2 separate regions of the Macaca mulatta genome follow, and region 1 is linked to region 2. A link is a contact called in public Hi-C data. All regions are on one chromosome and are shown on one strand. The core of a region is the stretch at or near the end of the contact, and the rest is flanking DNA. Distances in the headings are between cores, read along the strand shown.

The links. Hi-C and Micro-C count contacts between places; a contact is called where the count stands out from the background.
Region 1: a contact with region 2 is called in a Hi-C map of liver, with 2.3 times the contacts expected there. The contact joins the promoter of LOC144341078 here to the promoter of CFAP99 in region 2. A contact is called at or near these places in 3 of 14 Hi-C or Micro-C datasets (CD4 T cells, fetal cortex germinal zone and liver).

The regions. Positions count from the first base shown.
Region 1 is chr5:2,597,925-2,603,733 of T2T-MMU8v2.0, reverse strand. LOC144341078 reads right to left here and starts at 2,523. Exons shown (of 3, transcript XM_078003002.1): 1 at 2,285-2,523; 2 at 183-2,200. The coding sequence starts at 2,452. The coding sequence ends at 1,802. It overlaps RNF4 (ring finger protein 4), which reads right to left and starts at 2,108. Exons shown (of 7, transcript XM_078003001.1): 1 at 1,954-2,108. LOC144341081 (a long non-coding RNA gene) reads left to right here and starts at 2,355. Exons shown (of 3, transcript XR_013417682.1): 1 at 2,355-3,634; 2 at 3,944-4,450; 3 at 5,218-5,525.
Region 2 is chr5:2,547,320-2,552,691 of T2T-MMU8v2.0, reverse strand. CFAP99 (cilia and flagella associated protein 99) reads right to left here and starts at 1,908. Exons shown (of 15, transcript XM_078002973.1): 1 at 1,769-1,908. ZFYVE28 (zinc finger FYVE-type containing 28) reads left to right here and starts at 2,216. Exons shown (of 13, transcript XM_078002908.1): 1 at 2,216-2,720.

The DNA.
Region 1 (5,809 bases), core at 1,274-3,773, 50 kb before region 2:
ATGGTGGTTCATGCCTGTAATCCCAACACTTTGGAAGGCCAAGGCAGGCAGATCACTTGAGGTCAGGAGTTCGAGATCAGCCTGGCCAACATGGTGAAAGCCCGTCTCCACTAAAAATACAAAAATTAGCTGGGTGTGGTAGTATGTGCCTGTAATCCCAGCTACTCCGGAGGCTGGGGCAGGAGAATCACTTGAGCCCAGGCAGCAGAGGTTACAGTGAGGCCGAGAACATGCCATTGCACTCCATCCTGGGTGACTGAGATTCCATCTCAAAAAAAAAAAAAGTTTGAAATATTGTGAATTACCAAAACTTGACACAAGAGACACGAAGTGAGCGCATGCTGTTGGAAAAATGGCTGGCACTTACAGACTTGCTCGACGAATACTTGCTATAAACCTTCACCTTGCAAAAAAGGCAATATGTGCAAAGCACAATAAAATGAGGTATCTCTTATTCCCTCCATCCTCACCCAGCTACAGGAGGGCCAGCACCACGACTGTTGACTGCTGTAAGTTTGGCATACAGGACACCTCAAAAATATGCTACTTCGATCTTGAGGAGAGTGAAATATCTTACTCATTTTATGTACAAAGCACAGATGTGTATACATTCTATAAAAATAGTTTACGTATGGCATTAAGATTTCATGAAGATTAGAAAAACAATGTTTACAAAAGCTCCTTACAAAGGTAGTAATTTAAGATCAATAAACGATGTATTAAAGTAAGATTTTTGGAAGCTCAAATTCAGGCAATACAAAAGCCAGCAACACAGCTTGCTACTCAAATGTCCCTATTTCATCTCAAACTCACAGTAAAACTGAACCCAATGTATCCTTGTCCATTAACAAGTAAAACACCAAGAAAACAACAAAACATTCCCTTCAATGTCTCTTTTACTGTCAGCGGTCCCAAAACTCCTGGTCACCGAATTCAAAAGCCTAATCCTGCAGTTAAGACTTAATCTCATCTGCTGCCAAAGAGCCGGCTTTGTGACCTTGGGCAGACTACCTCACTTTTCTGGACCTCAGTCTCCCCAACCACTTGGACACTGTAAGTCAGATTCCAGAGCTGAGACCCAACGTCTGGCTCAAGAACTTCGTGCAGAAACAGAACGAAGGTTATTAAGACTGTGAACGTCTATGGGAACCGACAAGTGAAAGACAAAAGCTGAAATCCCTACCAAAACTGCTTGCCCAAGCTCTATCCTTTTCCCTGTTTCCTCGATGGATCAAAGGCGGAAAAGCGGTGTTTACTAGCAACTCTTTTTCGGGTCTTGAGAATCTTCATACGCCAGCCTACAGGCGCGCCAGAGGGTGAAGGGCCCGAGCGGTGCAGGGCTGGGCCGCAAGCCTCACAGTCACACGTTCCACCAACCATCAGCCGGGGCCCGGAAGCGCGTCCGGAAGTCGAGGCCCTACCAAGTTTTAGACTGCGACCTCGGCGCCCCACACTGTCAGTCCCGCACCCGTACTCAGATCCTCCCGACCTACAAAAGGCCCCGCCACGCGGCCCGGGCACCCGGGCACCCGGGCAAACTCGCAGGCCCCACGATGGCGGGGCGGCGGCACGAACACACAAAGGAGACGTCGTCAGCGGGGAACAAAAACCCTGCCCAGGTCTCCCCACTAAGAGCACACCCTGCCCGACTCTCCGAGTGACCTTGGGGGCGTTCCTGCCCTTCCCAGAGCCTCAGTTTCCCTTCCTAAGCTATGGACTAAGCCCCATGGCCGCGGCCCGCCAGGGTGAGCCGAGACCCAGACGCAGGCCTCTTAACTTCTGTCGCCCGCGCCAAGCCGGGTTAGGTGCGCCCGCGCGGAAGGCGGTGCGAGCGGCCAGAGCTGGCTCGAGGTCCCGGGCTGCGGAGTCTCGGCCGGGTGGAGCCGCGCGGGCCGAGGCCTCTGTAGGCCGCGAAGCCGCCTAAACCTCGCATCTGCACAGGCCCTGATTTGCCGCTGCTTCCCCGCAAAGCCCAGCCTAACCTGGAGCTAGTTAGGTCCGCAGGAGCCGCCGCCGTCGCACTCGAGAGAAGAAGCTGCTTCTCCAGCCGCCCAGGAGAGCCCCTCGAGAAAGATGCCGCCGCCTCAACAGCAACCCACTTCCGCTTCGGAGGCCTCGGCTCCGCCCCCCGTCGTGTGCCCATTGGCCGCCCGCCTACCCTACTTCCGCGGTTGGCCGGGTAAGGACAAATTTTTAAATCCTATTGGATAAGAAAACCATCTGTTACCACTTTAAAGCGCGCCTCTTTCCGCCCCCGCCCACAATCGAGCGCCCTAATTCGCACCTTCCGGCAAGAGACGGCGCGGGCGCGGCCCCGCTCGCAAGGCCTTCCGGGAGTCGCGGTCTGAGGGCCAACCGGGCTCCTGTACCCGGCTGCGACTGACTGTCCCAACGCCGCCAGGGACTGCCCGCCGACTGCCTCCGGAGCCGAGCGGGCCCCGAACCTTCCCATTCCTAGTTTTCGAACCGCACACCAGCTGCTGTGCCCCTGGCTCGACGCAGCTGGCCGGGACGCGGAGCTGGTAGTTCGTCCCGCCCGCCGTTCCGCGCCCCTCTCCTGGCTCTTGTTTCCCCGCCTCTTAACGATGCCTTTGTGAGGAAGGTTGCTGGGCCTGGGGACTATGACGATCGGCTGGAAACCAGGCCTGGCCCTGTTTCAGCGCCCCCGCGTGCCAAGCCCTGGGCCGGCGTGCGGGTCCCTGCCCCTGAGAGGAACCTGGAACTTTTGCAGGCTGGGGTGCAGACGTGTACCTAACAGATGAAGAGTGTGGAGGATTGGAGGACTCAGGGCAGCACGGCACAGGCGCATGCAGGTCCCCGGTCGGACTGGAGAATGGGTGGTGGGTTTCTTGAGCTCCAGTCCCTGAGCTGGACTTTGACGTGGGTTTAGCAACCAGGAAAAAAGCCCACCTTGTCCCTGCTGCCTGAGAATACCCAGACCTTAGTCCATGGCCAGCATCTCTGGTCCCTCGGCACCCCCAGGCAATGTGAAGGTCACCCCAAATGCCTTGGGTTGCATTGTTTTCTTACACTGAGTTTCTGTTTGTTTTGAGATGGAGTTTCGCTCTTGTCGCGCTGGCTGGAGTGCAGTGGCGCGATCTCGGCTCACTGCAATCTCCAACCTCCAACCTGGATTCTCGTGATTCTCCTGCCTCAGCCTCCCGAGTAGCTGGGATTAGAGGCGCCTGCCACCACACCCGGTTAATTTTCTTTGTATTTTTAGTAGAGACGGGGTTCCATCATGTTGGCCAGGCCAGTCTCGAACTCCTGACCTCAGGAGATCCACCCTCCTTGGCCTCCCAAAGTACTGGGATTACAGGTGTGAGCCACTTCGCCCGGCCACCGTACAGTAAGTTTCTAACCTCGAAAATGGAGTCAAATAATGGAATGACAAGGCAGATAGAAACCAGAGCATTAACGTTTTTGCGTTGTGTTTACAAACAATATGTGTTTGCTATTTTCTGTAATTGTAAGGAAATCTGGCATGGTAGAGTATCTGATAGATAAATCTAATTCTCATGTAAAATATCTAAGTATTTGTGTGTGTGTGTGTTTTGAGACGAGGTGTCACTCTGTCACCCAGGCTGGAGTGTGGTGGCACGATCATGCCTCACTGCAGCCTTGGCCTCCCCAGGTTTTTTTTTTTTTTTTTGAGACGGAGTCTCGCTCTGTAGCCCAGGCTGGAGTGCAGTGGCCGGATCTCAGCTCACTGCAAGCTCCGCCTCCCGGGTTCACGCCATTCTCCAGCCTCAGCCTCCCGAGTAGCTGGGACTACAGGCGCTGCCACCTCGCCCGGCTATTTTTTGTATTTCTTAGTAGAGACGGGGTTTCACCGTGTTAGCCAGGATGGTCTCGATCTCCTGACCTCGTGATCCGCCCATCTCGGCCTCCCAAAGTGCTGGGATTACAGGCTTGAGCCACCGCGCCCGGCCGGCCTCCCCAGGTTTAGATGATCAACCCACCTTGGCCTCCCAAATAGCTGGGACCACAGGTGTGTGCCACCATGCCTGGCTAATTTTTTTTTTTTTTTTTTTTTTTTTTTTGTGGACACTGGCTTTTGCCATGTTGCCCAGTCTTGTCTTGAAGTCCCAGGCTCAGGCTATCTGCTTGCCTCGACCTCCCGAAGTGTTGGGATTACAGGCATGAACCATCACACCCTGCCCTAGGTATTCGATTTTTGATAGTGATTGTAAGTTGAAAGGTATTCCAAAGTTTGTGATTATAATTGGAACAAAGAGAACTTAAAAGTTTAAGAGAAATGTAGACATTTAATATACCTATGAGAATTATTTAAATATTAATACTTGATAAGGCAGACAACTGAAATGCTAAAGAATAAAATTAGATTCTACATGTATAAATGCAGTTGAAAATGTTTAAGAGAATTTCAGTTCATAAATGGAGCCGTACATGATTAATCAAAATGGTGGTTAAAAATGATCAGATTTAGGCTGGGCATGGTGGCTCTCACCTGTAATCTTTTTTTTTTTTTTTTTGAGATGGAGTCTCACCCAGGCTGGAGTGCAGTGGCATGATGTCGGCTCACTGCAAGCTCCGCCTCCCAGGTTCATGCCATTCTCTTGCCTCAGCCTCCCAAAGTGCTGGGATTACAGGCGTGAGCCACCACACCCGGCCTCGCCTGTAATCTTAACACTTTCGGAGGGTGAGGTGGGAGGATTGCTTGAGCTGAGGAGTTTATAGATGAGCCTGGGTAACATGGTAAAACCCCGTCTCCACCAAAAAAAAAAAAAAAAAAAAAAAAAAATTATCCAGGTGTGGTGGCATGTCCCTGTGGTCCCAGCTACTCAGGAGGCTGAGGCAGGAGGATTGCTTGAGCCCAGGAGGTCATGGCTGCAGTGAGCTGTGATTGCATGTCAGCCTGAGTGACAGAATTAGACCCTCTCTCTCTCTCTCTCTCTCTCTCAAAAAAAAAAAAAAATCAGATTTAGAAAGAGTAATATGGCTGGGCACGGTGGCTCAAGCCTGTAATCCCAGCACTTTGGGAGGCCGAGATGGGCGGATCACGAGGTCAGGAGATCGAGACCATCCTGGCTAACACGGTGAAACCCTGTCTCTACTAAAAAATACAAAAAAAACTAGCCGGGTGAGGTGGCGGGGGCCTGTAGTCCCAGCTACTCGGGAGGCTGAGGCAGGAGAATGGCGTAAGCCTGGGAGGCGGAGCTTGCAGTGAGCTGAGATCCGGCCACTGCACTCCAGCCTGGGCAACAGAGCAAGAATCCGTCTCAAAAAAAAAAAAAAAAAAGAAAGAGTAATATTAGTAATTTGTATTTTACAGCCTAAGGAAAAGTTAGGGTTTTCTGTTTGTAACTGTAATACATTGAACATGTGATGTTGAAAGTCTCTACAAATACCAGTTTCATGCTCAAAGGCTGCCTTCAGCCTGGGCGACATAGTGAGACCGCATCTCTACTAAAAATAAAAAATTAGCTGGGTTTGGTGGTAAGTGCATGTAGTCCCAGCTAGTAGGGAGGATGAGGCAGGAGGATCACTTGAGCCCGGGAGTTTAAAACTGTATGAGCTATCATCACGTCACTGCACTCCAGCCTGGGTGACAAAGCGAGACCCTGCCTCAAAAACAAAAACAAACAAAAGCTGCCTTTAAGTCTTCTCCAAGCCTCACTTGCACTGAACTTGTTCCTTCACAAATAGCGCTTCCCTTGGCCCCTGAACACCTGCAGCTTGGCGAAAAGACTGGCACCTTGGTGCTCCCGTAGTCCCACATGTGGAAACCAGCTGAATGCAGGTTCCGGGGCCTCACACCAGATACTGAATCTGCTTTCTTCACTAT
Region 2 (5,372 bases), core at 659-3,158:
CGGCTAATTTTTGTATATTTAGTAGAGACGGGGTTTCACTGTGTTAGCCAGGATGGTCTCGATCTCCCGACCTCGTGATCTGCCCGCCTCGGCCTCCCAAAGTGCTGGGATTACAGGCGTGAGCCACCGTGCCCGGCAACCTCTTTTATAAAAGTATGAGTAATATTCTTGTTGAGGCCACTATGATGTTGGGATTTTTCAATACATGCAGCTAAACCTAACTGATACCCCAATTCCCCAAGTTCAGCCTTCATCCCATGCACAATTTCAAACTATAAAACAAAGGAAGGGAAGCTCTGAGCAGATAAAACTGCTCCAGGACCTGGAGTTGGCCAAGGATAGACCCAAAGAGAATAGCCATTCACTCAGTGGACAAGCCCATCAAGTGTCTACCCCAAGATCCTGTGCTGAAGAAATTATGGCTTTGGGAGCAGCAGGTTTTATGGGGGAAGATTGAGAGTGCAGTTTGGGACACATTAAATTGAAGAGGATCTGTTAGGCGTCCAAATGGTGAAGAACAGGTAAACAGGAGTTTCAGGGTTGAGGCTAGAGATGCAGGTTTTGAGAAGTTTGGGAGAAAATCGTTGTTTATAAAACCACCTGACTGCAGGAAATCCCCAGGGAGGAAGTGGATAGAGTAGCTTCCAAGGACTGAGTCCAGGGTCTCCAGTGTTGAGAGGTCGGTGAGCAAGGTAGGCAACCAGCCAAGGAGATCAAGCAGGTGTGGCCAGGAGCAAGGAGGAAAAGTGGACAGAGTGATCTGTTCCAGCCAAGCCAGGATGGTGTGTTATGGAGAAGGCACAGTCGGCTGGGTCACCTGGTGGTGACAGTTCAAGGAAGAGATGAGCGCTGACCCCTGATCATCGGATTTTGCAACATCAAGGTCAAGGATGACTTTGATAAAGAGCTTCAGAGGAGTGGTTAGGTGAAAATCTGACTGGAGTAGGTTCCAGAAAGAACAGGTGGGAAGGAATTGGAGATAAGGGACAACTCCAGAAGGGTTTTACCCTTCAGAGGGTCGACTGTGGTAGGAAGAGGAGGTTAGGGAAAGTCAATTAGTTACTCAAAAATGAACATGGACCCCACCCCCAACTAAGAGAAATCTCAGATGCCAGCGCACCTAGGCTCACAATGAGTATGATGGAATAAAGTGGTCATGGAGTCCACGGACCTTTCTGAGTACCTGGCCCTGGCTAGTAAGGACAACCAGGAACAGGTCATACTTCTAAATTCTGAACCGAGCAGGGCATGATTTCCATCTCCTGTGTCTCACATCTGCACGTTTCACCACAAGCCAGAAACGTGGTGCTGGTGCGGCAGGGAAAAGTGCAGCGCTGTGGGGTCAGGCCGACCCAGACCCGCCGTGATCTGGATGCAACCCCCACAGCCAGGGCACGCCGGCCTCGTTGTGCCTGCTTCTCCGGCCGTCAATGGGAAGTTTAAGTGAGGCCACGTGTGGGTTTTTAGCTCTCTGCTTGACACACAGCAGGTAGTCTGAGGTGAGCGTTTTAAGGTACAAATTAGGGCACCATTGGGGGGAATAGCGAGGGCGGGAGAGTATCTTTTTAGAACGCACCGCTGGTAGTGGTGATTTAAAAAAAAAAAAAAAGAAAGAAAAAAAAGAGGCACCGTTCACTTTCATCGAGGAGCTGGGAAGAAGACGGAAAAGGTGTTTGGGAGAAGCAAGATGAGCAGCGAGTGAGAGGGACCGGCCGGCCGGTCATGAAAGTCGGCGGCGCGTAGCCCCGCACCTGTCCCGCCCCAGTACCTGGCGGGCCCTCCGGGCAGCCGAGCCCTCCTGCTGTCGCCACCTGCCGCCGCCACCTGCCGCCGCAGCAGTTTCCTCGACCAGGTGGGGCGAAGGGGTTGGCAGTCGCGGTCCGTCAGCTCCTGGTAGGCAGGACGCGGCGGCTGTTTGGCGTCGTCGCCTGGCAACCGGCTGCACGCTCCAGCGACGTCGGGTGGACCACAACCCCCACAATGCACAGCGCCGCGGCGCGGCCCGGGCGCCAAGTCCTGGGCACCGCCTTCCCGCCATGTCCTTCGGGACTTGTAGTTTCTTGGATCCCCGGGCGCGGCGAGTCTCCCAGCCAGCAGAGAGCGCGCCTCGGCGGGGTGCGGCGCCCGCGCGCGGGGATTGGCCGCCTCCGCCCCGCCCGTCCCGCCCGCCCCGCCCGCCGCTCGTGGTGGGCCCGGGGCTCGCGGCGCCATAGGCGCATGTGCGGCGCGGGGCGGCCGTGACCAGCGGAGTGCGGGGTGTCAGTGAGCAGCGAGGAGCCGCGCGCCCCCGTGCCCGCGTCTGTCCGTGCGCCCGAGCGCCAGAGCGCCAGCTCCCGGGTCTGAGGGTCCGCCCGGCGCGCCGCTTGCAGAGCATCCTCAGGGCCGCGCACCTGCCCCGCGCGCCTGCCCAGCGCACCTGCCCGCCGCCCGCTCGGCGCTCCGGGCTCAGCTCGCCAGCTTCCCCGCGACCGCGCGGGGGCTCCAGCCGTGCCTCCGCGTCCGCCCCGCGCCGCAGCCGGGCCCGGGCGCAGCGCTGCGGAGGGCGAGGGCCGCCCGGAGTCCGGCCAGGGCCGGCGCGGCGATGATGAACAGGTTCCGAAAGTGGCTCTACAAACCCAAGGTGAGCGGCCCCGCTCGGGCCGGATGCCCCCCGCGCCGAGGCCTCTCCCTTCCCCAGGACCGCCCGTCCCCCCTACGAGACGGACCCCCTTTTCCTGTCCGTGGCCGGCCTCTTCCCCCACCGCCGACATACTTCCCTCCACTCCGCGACTTGGACAGACCTTCATCGCCCTGTCCCTGGGGCGGGTCCGAACGTCCCTCCTCGCTTCCTAAGCCCAGGTCTAGGACTGACCCTCCTGCTCCTCCTCTCGGGCCGGGGAGCACTTTCCCTCTCCCTTTTTCCAGGGCCACAACGGGCCCCTCTCCCTCCTCATCCCGGTCCTGGACGGTGCCCTCCTACACTTCGTGGTCCCCAGCCCGCGGGCCTGGAGCAGACCCCCTACTACTTATCCGTCTCCCCTCCCTGAACCAGGGATGCTCCCTCATTCCCCTCCTGCTCCCTCATTCCCCACCCCCATTGTCCTGGGCCGGGAATGGACCTCCCTCCGCACTCCAGAACAGACCCTCTCCCCACTTCCCCGGGTTCTGAGAGAAGCCACATTTCCCAATCCCTGGGTCCAGGGCAGACCCGTCCTTCCGAGTCCAGAGAGGATCCTGATGGCGGCCTCCCTTCCCGAACCAGGACTGACCCACACCTCGGCCCAGTTGGCGTCCCCTCCCTTGTCCCCATCCTTGTCCCTTCCCCACCCGCGTCCTCTGGAATCCGGGACAGGTCCTCCGCCCGGCCCTTGGGACGAGCGCGCCGGTGGCCAGCAGCCTTGGCGGGGCTGGAGGTGCGGCTCCACAGCCCGCGCCCGCGGCCCTCCTAGCGCCATGGGGTCGGGGTCCGGGCGGCGCTCTCCGTGCCTCGGCGGCTGCGCCAGTCGCACTGCAGGCGCTGCGTCCCCGCCGCCCGCTTGGGGCTCGTGTCCGCTGCAGCCGGAGCAGGGCCGGGCGCGCTCGGCGCGGGGTAGAGGCGCGGCGGTGCTCGGGATCCCGGCGCAGGGTCCAGGGCGCATCTGGGCGTCCGAGGGTGGCACCCTGGGGCCGGCGCAGCGGGGAGGCCCTGGCCCTGAGATCTTGGGAGGGCACGGCTCGGGTGGGGTCACCGCGGCGACCAAGGGCGGGAGTGGGGCCAGCGCTGCGTCCGGGCAGCTCGGATATCCAAGGCCACTGCGTTGCCGACCCACCCCTCCTCCCTCCGCTGGCCACCTTTCTCCGTCCAGCGTCCCAGACCGCCGCCTCCACCGTGGGTGAGCTGTCACGGCGGAGATTTCCTGAAATCCGTGCCTCGCGTGCGCCCATTCCAGGAAGGCGGGAGGTGGGTTTGGAAGATCGGCACGGAGGTTCGAGGGCGAACTCAGGGCCCAGAAGGGCGCGTGCTTCACGCCTTTGAGGTCGGGGAATTCTATTTGTCGTTGCAGGAGTGTTGGGTTGAGGGCTTACGGTACATGCTCGGCCTTAGCCTGACCGGGAGGGGATTCAGGGTTCCTGTGGCGGCACTCCCTTCTCCCAACCTCCCTGCCCCTAGCAGCGACTTCTTAAGGGTTCGTCCGGAGCCTTGCGCTTCCTAGCGCTGGGTGTGGTTTGGGGCCGAGCCGTCTGCGCCCAGCCTCTCCTCCTGCGGCGCCTCCGAGCCCCTCTCGGTCCTGCCTGCTGCCCCCATGCGCCTCTGCCGGGGGAGGGCGGTGGCCTCTGGATAGCTGTATGAGTGGCGTTTGGTTCCAGTGACTTTTCCTCACCAGTTACGGAAAACCAAGTCGGCTTGTAAAACGGCGTTTTGAGAGCGTGCAGCAGCATTATTTTCTGTGACACAAGGCGGGAGGCAGCTGGAGAAAGGTGTCTCAGGTCTTAAAGTAACATTCTGGTGTCGCTGAAAGCACTTGCTGGGACACTAGGGGATGCCCCTCCGGACGTGGCTGTGGAAGAGGCCGCATTTGGGGGGGACACCCTCCTAATTGTGTTGAAAAGGAAGGAAAAATAATTGTAGACTCTGTTTCATAAGTAGCTGAGTAATTTCAGAATGGCCTTGTCTGTTTTCGTTTAGGGAAGACACTTTAAAGGTAGAACATGATACTAGAGGTTGTCCCAAGAATTAGGAATTGTGTTTCTAACTTTTCGTCTTCAGCAGACAGCTGGCTTTCCAGGCAGGGGGCAGGCACTGAGAGGGCACCGCCAGTGAATCAGCTGATCCCAGGAGTCAGCCCAGAGCTGTGTGCCTCTGGAGAAGGGAGGGAACAGGATTCGTTTGGACCTCTCCTTTTTCTCGTTGTCTTCTACCCGCATGCTGTCTGGTACTAGCTCCAGAGCTCTGGACTTGAGGCGTATCTCCAACTCAGATCTGTCTCCGGCCATGGCATGGCATTTTCTGGGAGCTGGTGCCCTGTGGGCAGTCTGAACTTGGGCTGTCTCTTATTTGAGATCTGTCTTTGGAGTTAAATATCTTGATTGTTTGAAGGGTTGGAGTATGTTATGTCATTCCAGAGCTTTTCATTTTTCAAACCAAAGCTCAGATTCTTGTCTTGGATTATGAATTGAATTTTATGCTTCTCCTTCTTGTCTAATTTAACACATTTTGGCACAAATAAGCACAAAGTCAGTCCTGGGAAGATTCTGGGCCTGGAAGAGTTGAAGTGTTAAACGTTAGCTGTGGGAGGATGTGTCTGGGGGAGACTGTTGCCTGCAGTTAGGAATTTTTTTTCCCACTTTATTTAGATAGATGTACAATTCAAACTGAATTTTTAATTGAATTCCTGCTTTGGTTTAAAACTGCA